Regions from separate parts of the Danio rerio genome. Here region 1 is linked to region 2. Evidence: chromatin contacts called from public Hi-C data. All regions are on one chromosome and are shown on one strand. Each heading gives the region's core, a stretch centred on a gene start, on an enhancer-like site or on the middle of the called end of the contact. The rest is flanking DNA. Distances are from core to core; before and after follow the strand shown.

What was found. Hi-C and Micro-C count contacts between places; a contact is called where the count stands out from the background.
Region 1: a Hi-C map of an unstated tissue shows a contact between it and region 2, with 3 times the contacts expected there. The contact joins the promoter of kmt2ba here to the promoter of ash1l in region 2. A contact is called at or near these places in 1 of 18 Hi-C or Micro-C datasets (an unstated tissue) and 1 of 4 datasets of contacts at active chromatin or transcription factors (embryo).

What each region holds. Positions count from the first base shown.
Region 1 is chr19:10,289,317-10,295,205 of GRCz12tu, reverse strand. kmt2ba (lysine (K)-specific methyltransferase 2Ba) reads right to left here and starts at 1,517. Exons shown (of 37, transcript XM_684255.10): 1 at 1,202-1,517. The coding sequence starts at 1,489. It overlaps ndufv1 (NADH:ubiquinone oxidoreductase core subunit V1), which reads right to left. Exons shown (of 11, transcript NM_001003747.1): 11 at 5,741-5,889. It overlaps trnam-cau (transfer RNA methionine (anticodon CAU)), which reads left to right and starts at 3,699; the gene lies at 3,699-3,771.
Region 2 is chr19:10,090,302-10,095,877 of GRCz12tu, reverse strand. ash1l (ash1 (absent, small, or homeotic)-like (Drosophila)) reads right to left here and starts at 2,669. Exons shown (of 27, transcript NM_001346407.1): 1 at 2,541-2,669; 2 at 1,584-1,665. LOC141379011 (a long non-coding RNA gene) reads left to right here and starts at 2,435. Exons shown (of 3, transcript XR_012394904.1): 1 at 2,435-3,979; 2 at 4,314-4,362; 3 at 4,460-5,576.

The sequences.
Region 1 (5,889 bases), core at 268-2,767, 200 kb before region 2:
CTAATTATACAGCCAAAATAAAGACAAACAGACCCGTCAGCTATACAGTCATCGAGTCTGAAAGCTGATAACTTTACTCGAACTCCCTAATAACTAACCAGCGCGCACCACAGTGTCACTGACCCACAGCTACACACAGTATCCCCGGCAACACCGCCAACCACAGCTAAATGCCGCCTGGAGAGCCCCTAAAGCCCGGAAAATGATCAACAGATGACGGCGACACTTTAAGATCGAGGTAAACATATTCTTGCATGCGTTCACAATTGAACAGTGGCAAGTTGACACGTTACTTTGAATATTGGGTCTGAAACCGCATACAAGCACTCCAAAACAACATTAGCACTATTTAATAGACTGTAAACAATGTTGTAAGTTACGTTAATAATCATGGGCTGCTAATGCGATTTTCCCATTCATAATTTGCACATCATACTTCTCTGAAATTATATTATGAAGGAGAAAGTCCAATTATGAAACCAACTTTACCTCAGTCTCTTTATTGAGGTAAAGTTGTTTATATATTCTCACATCCGTTCACTTCGGAACAGTGATATCTTGTGACACGCTACTTTGTGTATTGGATCTGAAACCGCATGTTAGCACTTCAAAACAACATTAGCACTATTTAATTAACTGTGAACAATGTTGCATTTTGAGTCATTGGCTTCTAATATGATTTCTTTATTTAAAATAAGCAAATACTTTTCGGAAATTATATTAAGGAGAAGTCCGTATATAAAACCATTTTTACCTCAGTCTCTTTATTGAGGTAAAGTTGTTTATATATTCTCACATCCGTTCCCATTAAACGGTGATATCTTGTGACAAGTTACTTTGAACATCGAGTCTGAAATCGCATGTTAGCACTTCAAAACAACATTAGCACTATTTAATAGACTGTGAACACTGTTGCGCTTTGATTCTAATATGCTAATATGATTCCAATATTTAAAATGTGCAAAGAATACTTTTCTGAAATTACATTATTGAGGAGAAAGTCGGAATACAAAACCAACTTTATCTCAGTCTCTCCAAACACTTTTCAGAGGCACCATCATCTCTGTAATCTGTAAAGCTCGCGGCCGTGCGATCAGGTGGCTGCATCTCTGCAGGAACCGACACCAGCAACTCGGCGACATGCTAAAAGCTGCACTTTAAATGCCCATTAGTGGTGTATTTTAGGAAGTTGAGCGCTCACCTCCTCATCGCTGGTGCAGAATCCCGCCTCGCGCTGCCGCCTGTGTTTCTCCGCGAGCCCTAACAGCCGCGACAGACACGGATCTTCTCTCAGCGTTGCTCCAACGTCGACGGGCCGCGGCCCTTTTCTGTCTTCAGCCCTCACCCGACCTACATGAGAGCGTTTCTCCGTCCTCTGCAGGCTCCGGGCCGTCCATGGCCGACCTGGGAAACGGCAGCGAACGGTGGCGGTGGTATTCACGGTCGCTACAACAGCCGAGGCTGCTAATCCGCCTCCTGCTGCCGCCATTATTACATACCACAACAACAACTACGGCGCTGAGCTCTCGAGAGGAACAAGATGGAAAGGCGCGAGATAGCGGAGGAAACGAACGGCATTATGGGAGATGGAGTTTTATTTTCTTTTTCAAGCGTCATTCTGTAAATATTTCTCAAGGGAAGACACTAATAGTTATCACCATACATCCCAAATTGATTGAGTACATTAATACTTGTAAAGATTTGCAGTAGTTTAAATTAATTTAAATTATTGTATGCTTATGCAAATGAACGCTCTAGTGATTTGCATATTTCTAACACGAAATAAAATGTGTGAACTTAGAGGAAGGCAGTTTCAAAATGTTGGTTTCTTTTTTTAAGAGTTTCTTATTTTTATCTCCATTATTCAGAAAATACACTGAAAAAGTAGAATAATCACAATTTTTGGATATACAATCTGATTTAAAAACGTATGCATATAGATATGAATAAAACTACGAATGTAAGTGCTGCTGAAGTGGAAATCTATGCAAGAGAAATGTTGTTTTTTTGTGAATATGGCTCTTATAAATAATTTTTGTTAAACCTGTTAATCTCAAAGTTGACAGGTGTGTGTAATTTCGTTTTTGTTTGCTTTTTGCCTTTAAACATAATGTAAATTTGAGTGGAGTATTAGGACTAAGAAGTGTATTTAAACTGTGTGCTAGCCTATACTCATCAGACACTGTAATGACCTGTCTCTATTGTTACCGATGCTGTAACAATAAACTGCTTTGCCTAAAGACTTCAGAGATCTCAGACTTTGTCATTTTTTTAAAAGTTTGACTTAGAGACTTAGAATATTTTGCAGACGAGAATCTTTTTACCACAACAGGGCTAATAATTCTGACTTCAACTATATATATATATATATATATATATATATATATATATATATATATATATATATATATATATATATATATATATATATATATATTGTCAGTGAGGGGTGGGTTTATTAATCTATTTATCTTATATATATATAAAGATAAATAGATTAATAAAGGAAGACCTACCCCTCACTGACAAAGATCCAGAATTTTTCCCATATTACTTGAGCTCATTTGTTCTATCTTGATTGCTGAAAATAGTGAAAATAAAAATAATCCATTAAAAAAGGCTTTACGACCGAATCTTCTGTTGGCTGTTGTGACTTCAGCTAATTAGTTTTGTTAAGTGCAAACAAGTATTTTTCAAACATCCAGCTGAGCAAGAAAAAATACAATCTGACGTAAGTGCTCATCTTTTGCTACTTTATTGTTGTTAAATAGAGAAAACATTTTACTAAACTTTTATTCTAAATCTTGAACCTTATTCTCAAAAAAAAAAAAAATCACCAATAAAAGATGTAAAGCCAGAACAATCGTGAAGCGCTACATATTATTATTATGATTATGTTAGAATTTTTATGGCATTCAAATTGCCAGATTCTGAGAAAAGGCCAGTTTGTTATTTGCATAATAAATGACAATATATGCCACAAATTGTCTGTTTTAATAATGATGTTAATTTGTTAATAATGTTATCTGGTACATCAAAAAGTGTGGTTATGATGACCATTCAACAAGTTAATTCAGCTTAAAATATCATTAAAATGCAGTATTTAAATCTTATAATTAAATAGAAAATTAGGCGTATAACTGTAAAAAGGTCTTCTTTTAAGAAAAGAGAACCACCCCTTTCATCAGGCAATTTCTTTATTTGCGAATTTATTTATTCATTGTTTTATTAATGCAGCAAAATACAGATTTATTTAATCAATATTCATTTATTTGCATATTAATTTATTGCTTTTGCAGGTTTTGTCCGACATTAAGTGGGGATTTTTGTAACAATTCAAATCTGCAGACTATAAATGGATCGATGAGTAAATAAATGGAAATTAAATGTTGCATTTTTTTTTCATTTTCTTACTAGTTGACTGAAAAAAACATTTTATGAAAAAATCTCGCTTGCAGTATCAAAATCTCCCGTTAGAAGTCGCAACAGTCTTATTTTTCGCTTAGAGGACGTTTCTGGCATTTTCCTTTACAGTCTATGCTGGCAACCGATTCATTAAATGCAAATAGTATCTTAAATAAAATAAAAATACATTTTAAGTCAAAGTATTTAAGGTATGTATAAATAAATAAATACATATTGTGTCTGTTTGGGTTTATATTTCAGTTACCCGTAACCTTCGCGTCATTACTACAACCGCCTCGTTAGCGCAGTAGGTAGCGCGTCAGTCTCATAATCTGAAGGTCGTGAGTTCGATCCTCACACGGGGCAGGATAAGGTTTTAACTCTGAGTTTCACAGATTATTGTTGCAAATAAAAGTAATTGCAGGTGAGGTTTATGGATTTATCGATCTAATTGCTACATAATGTCTATGTGCACAGCTATTTGTCGGACTTACCAGAACTATCATAATATAGGTGTAGCATCCTATTTATACATAGAATAGTACATATGATTTATAACCATCAAAGGAACCTAAATGAACACAGCCAAGATCAGCGATTTGAGCATGCACATATTTGTCATTCCAGTGGTTTTCAAAAATAGTTATTAGGTTTAAATTAATGGAATTGTCTGTGAAGTTTTCTAAATATATATATATATATATATATATATATATATATATATATATATATATATATATATATATATATTAATTCCAACTTCTTTACCTTTTGAGTTCTAGAAGAGTGTAATCAAATATTTATATGCAAATATAATTGTGTTCTAACTATTGAGGACTGCATTAAACGTTAAGGCAACTTGCATGAATAATTAAAAAAAAAAAAGCTTAAAGATCTCACAATTTAATTTTTATTGTACTTTGCTGCTTTTATTTAAACACACTGCCAAAGTGCTTTTCTTAAGAGTTTTTGTCTTGTTTCTATTCCAAATTATTTAATACTTTTTAAATCTAGAAGCATTTAATAGGTAAAAAAAATATTGTCTTGTTTTCATAAATACACTACCTGACAAAAGTTTTTTTCTCAAAGTTTCTCTCAAAGTTCTCAAAGTTTTAGGAACAAAAAGTAATAACTTGACTTCTAGTTGATCATTTGGTATCAAAAGTGGCTTAAATAAAAGGCAATGGCATCTAGATTACGCTTATTTTACCAAAAGAAAATATGATCATGCCTTGATATTTATTTAAGACAGTAAGCTCTGACTTTGCTTAGACAAAAGTCATGTCACTTAACAGAAATATTGTCCAGTATAGAATATAAAGTCATGGTGCAGTGGAGAAAGAATGAATATTGTGTATGACTCCCATGAGCTTAGAGGTCTGCATTTATACATCTCAGCAATCACTCAAATAACTTATTAATAAACTCATCTGGAATGGCAAAGAAAGCGTTCTTGCAGGACTCCTAGAGTTCATGAAGGTTTTTTGAATTCATCTTCAATGCCTCCTTCATTTTACCCCAGATATGCTAAAGACTGTTCAGATCGGGTGACTGGGCTGGCCAATTCTGGAACAGCTTGAGCTTCTTTGCTTTCAGGATCTTTGATATGGAGGCTGAAGTATGTGAAGGAGCGCTATCCGGATGAAGAATTTGCCCTCTTCAATGGTTTTTAATGTAATGGGCTGCACAAATGTCTTGATACCTCAGGCTTTTGATGTTGTCATCCACTCAGCAGATCTCTGGCACGCCCCCATACTGAATGTAACCCCAAACCATGATTTTTTTCTTCACCAAACTTGACTGATTTCTCTAAGAATCTTGGGTCCATGCAGGTTTCAAAAGGTCTTCTGCAGTATTTGTGATGATTGGGATGCAGGAAAAAAATCGACCTTCGGACACTTTTCCAAATGATCAGTTAGAAGTCAGGTTACTATTTGTTGGTCTTACAAAAAGAATCAGCAACAAGACTTTTGTCAGGTCGTGTGATGTGTCCAAATGAGGTGAGGTTTTTTTACTTAAAACGATCAAAATAATCTGCCGGCTTGGTAACTTCATATCAAAAACAAGATTATTTTGCTTGTTTTAAGAAACAACCCACTTAATATTGACACATCACTTCTGAAAACAAGACTTTATTTTTGACTTATCCAGAAAATTCTTCTTGGTTTAAGAATTATTAAACATTTTGACTAAAAACAAGACAAAAACTAAAAAAGAAACATTTTTTGCAGTGTATACCAACTCACCTTCATCCAACTATTAGATCTGCAATTTAATGTTCAACACCAACCCAAAATACCACACATGTCCCCCCCAAACCCCCAATTAATGAACATTATTTTTAAACGTCAAGCTCTTTATTTCCACAAATAAGTGTTTATACAGCGTACGATTCTCTAACCAAGAAAAACAGCGTCAACATCAGTATGGGATTTAGCATAATTACATTAACCATAACCATTTACTCGCTGTTTATGAATACAT
Region 2 (5,576 bases), core at 1,420-3,919:
TAGGCTGGTCAAGCTGGTTTTAGCTGGATTTAGCTGGTCATTTTCCAGCCTGACCAGCTAAAACCAGGCTGGAAATGGCTGGAAACCAGCCTGGAAGTGGCCAAAACCCCTCTAAAACCAGCCTGATTGACCAGCTAAAACCAGCCAACCAGCCTAGGCTGGTTTAAGCTGGATTTTTCAGCAGGGCTTGAATAAAAATATCACGGTTTCATGGTATTGTGATTACTGCTCTATAATATAAAAATATTTTTTCAATGTCTGGGTAAAAAACAAAGACGTTGTTCCACTTTGAACACAATACATTTTATTTTGAGAAATATTTTAAATATTTTGGAGAAGTAAACATGTCAGGCTAAATAATTCAAATGAATCATTGACTTCTGCTGTCTTCATTTGTTTCAAAAACACTGTTTTTTTTACAATTTAAAATGGCATTTTTGGATATATTTTCTGCTGGAGATACTGTTGTCCTAAAAAAAAAAAAAAAAAAAAATGTAAATAAAAAATCTTACACATACCCTAGGATTGGTAGAAAATTTCGACGATTATAAAACCTTGACTTTTCCAAACCGCGTTATAGCTTGAAAACGGTTATCATCTCATGCCTAACAAATGTTTTAATCAGTTTTTTTTGCAAAAAAAAATGTTCTGTGGACGTGTGTACATGTTATTATCGATACATGGCGTCTGTCAATCAATTTGGTGGGCGGGGAAAACCGGACTCCTACATCACGTTGCAGTGGGCATCAAAATCACTGGGATTTGGCTCCGAATTTAACGTCAGTAAATAAAAAAGAGACTTGTTGGGTTTATAGCACTCCAATATGACTGTCAACACTATACATACACACAGTTCTGTCCAAAAAACTTCCAAAAGTTGACTTTCATCATTGGTGCACTTTAATCTATGTTACGCCTCGCAACTTTGCATCAAATAGAAACACAAAGCACCACAAAACAAAACTAAACTGGCTAACGTAATGTTGCCGGCAAAAGCATTGGGATCTGCTATTAATCTGCACTTATATTTCAAATCTTCCCCGACCACAAATAAATGCCTGAAATCACTGCTATCCACTCAAACAGCTCTCAGTCAGCGGGAAGCTTCTGGTTTCCTTGACAGCGGAGTCAGAGGTCAAAGGTTGCTCAAGGGCTCCAGACACCACTTTCTACACTTTCCTCCACTTCTCAGACATCTGCTCCAATGGGGAAAAACTATAACCAGGCAAAGGCGCGCGCAATTTGCACGTGCAATGAACCCTATTGTGAACGAGGTTAACTGAGGATGATCTACTGGCAGGTGCCACTGAAGGTTCGTTTCTATGAATTAAGCCTTTTTTATGAACACTTAAGGCTCGCTGATCATAACTTCTGAATGAATGAACACCGTAACACTTTCCAAGCCGCATTACGTTTAGCAATAACAAACAAACAAAGCGTTACGCGCATGTCATGCATCAAAATACTGCGTTTTCCCTTTCTAGTTCGAACAAATGTACTCAAAGAATACACAAACATCTAGATTACAGAGCATTTATAGCACATTTGAAGTCTAAATGCAGAATAAAGTATGAAGAACTTACCTTAGCGAGCTAGAACGGCGTTCACATAATTTGCGGTCAAAATCCTCCCAGCATGGTCGCTCGGATATTTATCTTGAAATTGCTGATGTACCCAAAAAAAGCAAGAGGGAAAAAGGCGTCACGTTTCTCGTAAGAACATTCCAACCAATGTATGACATAACAAAACATTAGCCTAACGTTAGTCTGTTGATCCAGTCACCCCGCAAGTAACGATATTTATCTACGTGAGGCGCACTGGTCACGGTTTATGATCCTAATATAACGTTAGCTAGCATAGCTCGTTAGCGAAGAGCATATATATTGAGCTCAACCTCAGGACACTACTAAATATGTCCAAACCCAGTCTGTGTGAAACAATAATAGCAAGTGAAAGGGTTACTACAGCGGGACGTCAAAATACCTTGCTGCCATTGCAATTTTGAAAGACACATGTCTGGAGCAAGGTAAGTTGGTTTTGCTCAACATCGAGGCTGTAACCACACGTACACAACGTCAACGGCCATCCAATTCACGTCTATGTGTTGTTTACAACCCTCTATACGAGTGAATTCACACCCGCTAATCACTACTATCAACCCCACACTCTTAACGAAACGACTGAGCTGTCCTGTCAAGACACATTTGCTGGCATTGCTAGCAAAACCCCCGCGATTTGTCCATACGAGTAATGTAACGAAGCAACCGCTGCTGGTGCGAAGGGAATGAGTAAACCGTCCCCTTCTCCATCAGGCCTTCAGTAAAAAATAACAAAAAATGAGCATAAATATCCTCGGAAGGACCAAAAGAAGCGGAATGCAAAAATCTAACGCTCTCCGGGATGAGCCCTGCACGGGTTATTAAAAACACGAACTGTCAACAAAATGGCGGCTGCTGCGTTGAATCAACAGAGGGACCCGAAATGGATCTCTCCCTCAAATTCTTCCACCTCTCCCCTGTCTCGTGTGCGTCGCTCGTTACCCGTGATAATCCGATATGTCGCCCGAAATTCTCTCCGGGTCCGAGTTAGTGAAGCTCTGGCTCGTCGGAACGGGCCTCTCTCGTCAATCGGGCCTCCATGTCTGCTTAGCCCGTATCGTTTCTGTCAGTACAGCACGGGCATTCTCACAGGCGGAGCGGGAGGAGGAGGAGGAGTGGACGGCCAGGAGGGAGGGAGGAGAGGGCAGTTGTCGACTCGACGGCTGTTAGGCACTTTCTCCTAGAAATTCACTTACACACTTTTGACTAAATCTAGGGAGTAATGTTTTTTATTATGGTCCATGATATAAATATACAACGAACGAGCACACACTCTGTAACGTTACCTAATTCTGAAAAATGTTGGTTCGTTAAAAGAAAATGTAGGCTATGACTCCTCAAAAGGGGGCTCGTGTTGTCGCACGCTCGTGGCAGTGTTTACCCACAGTGAAATATCGAGACTCCCGTGGGAATCGTAGCCGTGAGGCGGGTTGTGTAACCGTGTGAGTGAGCAGAATCATTAGGAGAGGAGCTGAATATGTTTTAAATTAATGATTCACTTTAAAGCCCCCTGAAATCATTTTAAGTTTTTGTTTCAGATTATCTGTAAGATTGTGAGCTCCAAAAAGGAGTCAAAAATCACATTTGGAAGATAGAAAAGTCAGATTTTAAAATTGCAGTTTATCACTTTCACTTTTTTATGACATCACGATGCACTTCATCTTCTCATCAGATTATCTGACCATCAAATGCCCTTCAGTGAAGCATTCCCACTCCCCGAAACAATTGGTCATTTATTCGCATGTAATTAAGCATTTATACCAAGGTTTGCTATAACAATTATACCAAGGTTTGTCTAAACACTTGGATTTATGAAGAATTTTCATGGAAAGTTGATCTAAACTCCTTAACGTTTAATATCTAATTAGCAGTGCTTCTCAAATGTGTGTTTTAAGTTAATCATTTACTTTAAATCCCCCTAAAAAAAATTTAATTGTTTATTTTCGGTAATCTATAAGATTGTGAGCTCCAAAAGGAAGTCAAACTTTACATTTGGAAGATGTGAGCATTTCACTGTTTTTTTGACATCACCACACACACATCTTCTCATCATCTCAAATGCTCCTCAGGATACGAAGCATCCCGCCCCCCACTAGACACAGCTGGAATTGGTCATCTATTCACATGGAATTAAGCATTCATACCAAGGGTTTGACTGAACACTTGCATATATGAGAAAATGTAATGGAGTGTTGATCTGAACTGCCCACTGTTTATCATCAAATTAACTATGTGTTGTTTTTGTTTTTTGTTTTTTTATCGAATCTGTGTTTTGGATTAATCTTTCAGTTTAAAGTTCCCCTGAAATCATTTTGAAGGGGTTTGTATCTTAAGGTTATCTATAAGAGTGTGACCTCCAAAACGACATTTCGAAGATACAAGTAAGCATTCACAAAATCAGTTTATCCCTTTCACTTTATTATGACTCAATCTTCTCATCAGATTTTCTGACCATCAAATGCTCTTCAGTGGAGCAATCCCACTCCCCATAACAATTGGTCATTTATTCACATGTAAATAAGCATTTATACCAAGGTTTGCTTTACTAATTATTCCAAGCTTTGCCTAAACACTTGGATATATGAGGAAATGTAATGGAAAGTTGATCTAAACTCCACTTTTATTATTTAAATAATCGTGTTTCTCAAGTCTGTGTTCTAAGTTAATAATTCACTTTAAATCCCCCTGAAATTTTTTATTTATTTTATATTTTAGGTCATCTATAAGATTGTGAGCTCCAAGTCAAAATTAACATTTGGAAGATGTGAGCATTAAAAAATACAGTGTGTCACTCTCAGTTTTTTATGACATCACACACACATCTTCTCATCAGGTTTTCTGACCAATCCAATGCTTTTCAGGATGCGAATCATCCCGTCCTCCACAAGACACAGCTGCAATTGGTCATTTATTCACATGGAATTAAGCATTTATACCATGGGTTTGCCTGAACACCTGCATACATGAGAAAATGTAATGGAGTGCTGCAGTAACAGTGCAGGGAGCAAACCCAAAAAGCCAGGATGTTGAAACGTTCTGTGTGCATATTCAATAACTTTTCTATGCCCCAAGGTAGAAAATGTCTTTTACACACGCCTACACAGTCAGCATACAGGTAAGTAGGATTTCAACTCCGGAATGGTGCATAGTGGGCTATACAGCCTAGAGGGATGAACAACTCAGTGTAAATATGGTCTGGATTCACATTAATGTCACAGAAACTGCTACAATACACGTATGATCTACTCTAGTCCACACAAATTACAATTATATACAAACGTCAGCACAGACCTCAAAGCTTATTTGAACCTATTTGGAGTTCTGAATGCTTTATTTTAAGGTGGAGACACAGATACAGAAGTATTACTGTAGACTGTTGCTGCCAAGATGCACTTTTGCTGGCAAACCCTGTGATATAAACAAAACACTATTGGCTATTTTTTTAAAGGGGAGGGGCTACTCAAAATATCCCTCATGTCTCTGGTAAAATAAAAAAGCATACCATGCTGGCAATATATCAATCTGTAATAGAACTAAAGAACAACAGTTCAAACTTTTACATCGTCTCCAAATTACCCCATCACTAGACATAAGTTAAATCCAAATTATTCTCCATTCTCTTTAAAATGCAAAGTTGAAGAAGGTAATTTTATACATTGTATTTGGACACATATTAAAGGCTATTGGGCACAGATTTGTTGGAGATTAAGTCTTATATTTAATACAAGATGAGACTTTGATTTTCTTAATTTTTTGTTAGGTCTAACTGATAATAATTTAAAGAGTGCAAGTAACAAGAAGTTGTTTAACTTTCTTACCTATGCTGCACGTAAATGTATTTTTCTCAAATGGATATCTAATAAAGCACCAACAGTATCAGAATGGCATATTTGATCTTATGTCATTGGAATACTTTACTCACTGGTCAAGGGGAAAAGGGGACACTTTTTATCAGATCTGGACTCCGTTCCTTGAATA